Linked DNA regions of Sus scrofa: region 1 is linked to region 2. Evidence: chromatin contacts called from public Hi-C data. All regions are on one chromosome and are shown on one strand. The core of a region is the stretch at or near the end of the contact, and the rest is flanking DNA. Distances in the headings are between cores, read along the strand shown.

The links. A called contact is a pair of places that touch in the nucleus more often than the background predicts.
Region 1: a Hi-C map of liver shows a contact between it and region 2, with 1.7 times the contacts expected there. The contact joins the promoter of LMNB1 here to the enhancer-like site in region 2. A contact is called at or near these places in 7 of 47 Hi-C or Micro-C datasets (blood, embryonic fibroblasts, liver and 3 more) and 1 of 2 datasets of contacts at active chromatin or transcription factors (alveolar macrophages).

What each region holds. Positions count from the first base shown.
Region 1 is chr2:129,805,645-129,808,524 of Sscrofa11.1, reverse strand. LMNB1 (lamin-B1) reads right to left here and starts at 1,297. Exons shown (of 11, transcript XM_003123882.5): 1 at 474-1,297. The coding sequence starts at 832.
Region 2 is chr2:129,671,270-129,674,601 of Sscrofa11.1, reverse strand. ALDH7A1 (alpha-aminoadipic semialdehyde dehydrogenase) reads left to right here. Exons shown (of 18, transcript XM_013995069.2): 14 at 3,024-3,140. Among named protein-coding and RNA genes, the nearest start is that of ALDH7A1, 37 kb to the left of the region's middle. Within about 2 kb of position 1,566, at least 1 of the 83 cell types and tissues checked has an H3K27ac peak or open chromatin away from gene starts, as enhancers often do. A contact at or near this core is called in liver, where this site is marked.

The DNA of each region.
Region 1 (2,880 bases), core at 48-2,547, 130 kb before region 2:
CATTCTCTAGGCCGGCAGCCCGTCCTCCCCAGCCGGCCATTCCTGCCCCGCAAACCCACCAGACGCTTTGTCTCGGTCCGGCCGGAAACCGTGGCGCGCATTTAAGCGCGTGCCCAGAAGCCACCTCCCCGCACCTGGCGCTTGCCCGGCCTCGGCGCGCAAAAGCCTTCTGGATCCCGGAGTCCGAGGCCCGAAGCCGGGCGTTACTCCTCCGCGGTCAGAGGCGCGCACTTCGCCGGGTCCCACAGGGAACCCAAGATCGGGAAATGTACATCCCGGTTTTACCACCGCTACAACTTGAGGCCCCTGCGGGACCCCTGCGCCTGCTGAAAAACACTAGATTCTTCCTCCTTCTTGGAGATGGAAACCCTGCCCTTTCCGAAGGGCGTAGGCACCCAGGCCTTCACCCTCCCGCCCGAGCTGCGCCCCCCACCCCTCGTGTGAGTTACCGCGGCCGCCAGGCGAGCACTCACTTGAGGAGCAGCTGGTCGTGCTCGGCTTTGAACTTGCCCAGCTCGATCTGCAGCTTGGCGCGTTCGCGGGCCGTGTCGTCGAGCGCGCGTCGTGCGTCGGCCAGCTCTGTCTCGTAGAGAGCCTTGAGGCCGGTGAGCTCGCGGCCACGCACCTCCTCGCGTTCGGTCACCTGCAGCTGCAGCGCGCTGTTCTCTGTCTCCAGGCTGCGCACCTTGTCGATGTACACGGCCAGCCGGTCGTTGAGCTCGCGCAGCTCCTCCTTCTCCTGCAGCCGCGACAGCCGCGTGGGGCTCAGCGGCGTGGTGGGGCCGCCCGCGCGGCTGCCCGTGCGCGACTGCACGGGGGTCGCTGTCGCCATGGCGATCGGCGGGGAGAGCGGGGCGCGGAGGCCGTGGGCAGCACGGGAATAAGAGGGGCGGCAGGGGCCGAAGCGGGAGAGAAGGCGCGAACCGGCGACCCACGCTCGCGGAGAGACCGGCGTGAGGAGGAAGGACGAAGCACCTGGGATGGCGGGAGAGGGGTTACAGCACAAAGGGCAAAGGGGGAGGACTACAAAATCAATCAGTCGTAAAATATCCTGTGTAAGAAAACATGCACACACTCACACACGCGCGCACACACACGCTCGGGAAATACGGGGCAAGGGTGGCCGGGATGGCCGAGCAGAATCCGCGCGCCGCCGCCGCCGCTGAGTCTCCCGCCCGCAGCACTTTGTTTCCTCTCAAACGGCGCTGAGCCGCGGGCGGGGGGAGGAGGGCGGAGGGGCGGGCGGGGGCGGAGGTGGCGCGGACCGCGGCGCCGCGCTTCCCAAGATGGCCGGCGCGCTCTGATACCTCACGTGACCGTCACTGGCCAATGGGGAGCCAGCAGCAGGGGGCGGGCCTGTAAATTCAAAATCATGCCTTCTGGCAACTGTCGGGTCTGTGAGCGCCTGGCTGGGCGTGGCGGGGGAAGGACTGAGGGCGGCGGGGAGGGGCGGCGAGGACTGCTCGCGCGGCGGCCCGGGGCCCTGAGCCGGCCTGGTCTTCCCCACCACCCTGCGGGGACCCCCGGCGGGGCCGGGCCAGCGGATGGCGGGAAGGAGCCCAGAGGTTTCCGGGGCGGGTCCGAGCCGCCGCCCACACCCGGCGGTTCAGGGAAATTCAAAAGTAAACGTCTCTAACAGCCACGCGCAAAACTCGTAGAGGCCGGGACGACCGCGGGCATTGTAACCTTATACCCCGCCCCGCGGAGAGGGTTCGGAAAACTGCCTGGAGGCCGGGCCGCCTTGGAGTTACGTAATGGACGCTGGTGTCCGAGGTTCAAAACCAACTGCGTGCGGGGTCCAAGGGAAGCCTTTTTTCTCTCAAGGGGAAAATGGTGTATCAGAACACCTCCTCCCATCAAATTGACGCACGCGTGTCCTGCAGCCAAGCCGACAGATAAGATCCCAGAAACGCCAACTGCTGATGAGCAGTCCCTGATCCATCTATTTCTTAACAATTTAGGGCGCTATAAAATCAAAACCACCTCACAAGTGATACGATTAACATGTTACTAAGCAGATAGTAAACATGCTGTTTATTGTCATGCTGCAGTAAAATCTGATGCATCAAGATCTAAACTTGTGAAAACTTAAGTAGAAATGACTTTTGCTTTAAAAAGGGATCCCTAAAATGTAATTGACAACAATGCCAATAGAATGTCCATGAATCCATTTTAACTTTCAGGCTGACACTGAAATTGTCTATGTGCCTTACCTGAGCTTTTCTTGAATTATCCGTCCACACACTTGCTTTTGATGTGGGAACTGGAGTCTTTGCATTTGAAAATGTATCCTTGGGGAGTTCTTGGGTTCAGTGGATTAAGGATCAAGGAGTTGTCACTGCAGGTGCTTGGGTCGCTGCCGTGGCGCCCGTTCGATCCCTGGCTAGGGAACTTCCACATAGCCGGGGTGGCCAAAAAAAGAAAATGTGTCCATGTAATAGATGAATTTCCTTACAGCAGAGCAGGACACAGGACTGCACTGAAACCCAAGCGGCTTCATTTGACTCCAGAGCCTTGCCCTTAACTATAACCTAGACGAGCACCTCATAACCTATTAGGGACACATCTGTAGAATAATTACAGGTTACTTTAATAATGGCAGAAATAAAGACTGAACGTTCTTTACATAGTAGCCATGTACATAGGAATTAGTGAAGGGCACCAGGCTGCATATCATCCTCCATGAATTTCCAGGCACTCTATGATCATGATACTCTCATGAATGGTTTTATTTCCTGCCCTGTTATCTAAAATACCTCCCTCCTTCACAGTGAGTTGAAAAGGTTCTGTTGTGAAGTTGGTGATGTATATAAGTATTAAAATAATTTTAATAAATGAAAAGGATCTTGAAAAATCGAAATTACATAGAAAGAAATGAGG
Region 2 (3,332 bases), core at 317-2,816:
ATGACAATGTAAAAATGCGTGGAACATTTCTGAAGGATATGTACTGAGTCATGGTTGCCTTTGAAATTGAGTCCCTGGGGATTTGAAGAACAGAGAAACCTCCTTTTCATGGTATAGTAGCAGACTCTATATTCAGAGCAATTTAAAATCCATATTTAGGAGTTTCCTGGTGGCCTAGCAAGTTTAGGATCTGGTGTTGTCGCTGTTGTTGCTCAGGTTGCTGCTGTGGTGTGGGTTTGATCCCCGGCCCTGGAACTGCCGAGTGCCCTGGGTGCAGCCAAAAAAAAAAAAAAAAGAAACCAAACAAAAACCTGTATTTAACAGTGACTTTAAAAGTCATTTAAAGCAAGGAGTCAAAAAAGACATTACAGCTGCCCCCCACCTCCTCTGCCCCCCAAATACATACACAAACTTTTTTTTTTTTTTTTTTGTCTTTTTGCCATTTCTTGGGCCGCTCCCATGGCACATGGAGTTTCCCAGGCTAGGGGTCTAACTGGAGCTACAGCTGCCAGCCTATGCCAGAGCCACAGCAACTCGGGATCCGAACCGCATCTGCAACCTACACCACAGCTCACGGCAACGCCGGATCGTTAACCCACTGAGCAAGGCCAGGGATCGAACCCGCAACCTCATGGTTCCTAGTCGGATTCGTTAACCACTGCGCCACGACGGGAACTCCCATTTTTAACACATATTACTATTGACAAAACATTAATCAGTCGATCTAAGAAAGAAAGGGAAAATTTTATTTGAGCCAAATGGAGGATTATAACCTGGGATAGCATCTCAGAAAGCTTCAAAAACTGTTCTGCTTATTAGAAGTCAAGACACAGTAATGTAAGTTTTTTGAGACTGAAGGCGGTACATGAAATGACGTACTACTGACACTATACAAAATGTAGGTCTAAGTGTCATTGCGGCCCCTTACGAGATCAAGAAGGAATGTTATCTTTTAAGACGTTGTCTTATAGATGCTGGAAGAATTTGCTCTTTATGGTTTAGCAGATGTTTCTGCCGATGGGGGAGGCTTGATTGAAGCACAGTACAGATGCACAATGCACAGTACAGGGGAAGAGGAGGCCAAATGGCAGAGAAAATTTTTGATGTTTATGTTTTTCTTGTCTTGCTGTAAAATGTGAATTTCATTCACTCTATTTATTGGACTTCAGATATAGATCCGAGGTGTTTTCTTCATGTTTGGTAGGAATTTTTCCTTGTCCTTGAATAAGCTATACCTGTAGTTTATTATCTACAAGTCATTTTCTCTTTGTTTAAAAATCACTGAGATCTGAGTCTCTTGCAAAGCTCTCTGAGGGCAGAATCCTTGTCCCTAGTCTCTTAACCCTGACATACCCGCATCTCATTGGATGGAGGGGGTGCATGCATATATGTGTTTTTTTGTTACTTATTTACGTTGTGGTTTTTTAGGCATTTAATCTTTAAAAGTAATTCACTTTTCCCCTTTGTGTAATATTTACTTAAGTTACATGATGCAATACGATATTGGAAGAACAAAAACAGCTGCCATGCACAGGGTTGGAAGTAGATACAGATGACTCTTGGTAAACAGACAGGTCAGAGGATGAGAGCACAATTAAACAGGCACACTGGAGAGCTGATCATTAGCCAAGCAGCTTGCCGCAGGTGTCAGAATATTTCATAGATGCGAAGTAGAAACCAACTAGTGATGTGGTTATGTGGAGGTTAGTTAGGAAATTGTCTGCAGTACGCCCTTTGGAGCTTTGGATTTCTGTATTAATATGTGTTACTCCGCTAGGGCCGCCGTAACAAGATATCACAGACGAGGTGGCTTAAACAACAAATTTATTGTCATACAGTTCTGGAGGCTGATTCCAAAATCCAGGTGCTGGCAGGGTTAGTTCCTGGGGAGGCCTTTGTCCCTGGCTTGCAGGCCTGGCCACCTTCTCTCCATGTCTTCACGTGGTCTTTGCTTCCTGTGTAGAGAGACGAGGTCCTTTCTGTCTCTTCTTCCTCCTCTTAGGAGAATGTTGGTTCTGTCTGACTGGCCCTCACCCACATGACCTCATTTAACCTGACCTCAGTAACCGTCCTTTCTCCAATTATTATTATTTTTTGTCTTTTGTCTTTTTAGGGCTGCACCCAAGGTATATGGAGGTTCCCAGGCTAGGGGTCTAATCCGAGCTGTTGCTGCTGGCCTACACCCACAGCCACAGCAATGCCAGATCTGAGCCGCATCTGCGACCTACACCACAGCTCATAGCAGTGTAGGATCCTTAACCTGCTGAGCAAGGCCACAGATCAAATCTGAAACCTCATGGTTCTAGTCAGATTCCTTTCCACTGCACCATGACGGTAACTCCACCTTTCTCCAAATTTAGTTACACTAGAGGCGTTAGGACTTTAAAATAAGAATTTGGGGGAATGGAGAGTGAGAATACAGTACAGTTTATAACATAGTGGGTATTTATTTATTTTTGTCTTTTTTTTTTTTTTTTGAGGGCCACACCTGGGACATAAGGAAGTTCCCAGGCTAGGAGTCAAGTTGGAGCTGCGGTTGCCAGCTTACACCACAGCCACAGCAACTCAGGATCTGAGCCATGTCTGCAACCTGGACCACAGCTCACAGCAGCGCCAGATCCTTAACCCTCTGAGTGAGGCCAGGAATCAAACCTGTATCCTCATGGATGCTAGTTGGGTTCGTTACTGCTGCGCTGTAATGGGAGCTCCAGATGAACGCTTTTTTAGATTATATAAATTCAAAAATATCTACCTGTAACTGTTTTTTTCAGTGTGACTTGATCATGATACCTGGTCCAGTTCTCTATCCTTAACTCTCTCTTTTTTTGGTTCTGACCAAGTTAGAACCAGTAGGAAACAGAAAATTTTCTTTCATGATGGGAATTTACTTTGGAGAAATAATTCACTTATAAATGGCATTTATTTTTTTTCTCCTAAGTACAGGCAAATAATGGTATCCTCTGACCCCCAAGTACCAGAAAACAAAATGCTCTCTTTGGATTTATTTCGTTTCTCTACTGCAGGTTATGGATCGCCCTGGAAATTATGTAGAACCGACAATTGTAACAGGTCTTGACCACAGTGCATCCATTGTACACACAGAGACATTTGCCCCAATTCTCTATGTCTTTAAATTCAAGGTAAGATTTTGTCTCTCTTTTCTCTAGTTGAGTGTTGAAAAAATTGAGACGACTTAGAGAAAATGAAGTCACATTAAATTTTAATTGATTAACCTTTAGGGAGGTTTTTGTTTTTTGTTTCTTTTTTTTTTTTTTTTGCTTTTTAGGGCTGTACCCGTGGCATATGCAAGTTCTTGGGCTAAGAGTCAAGTT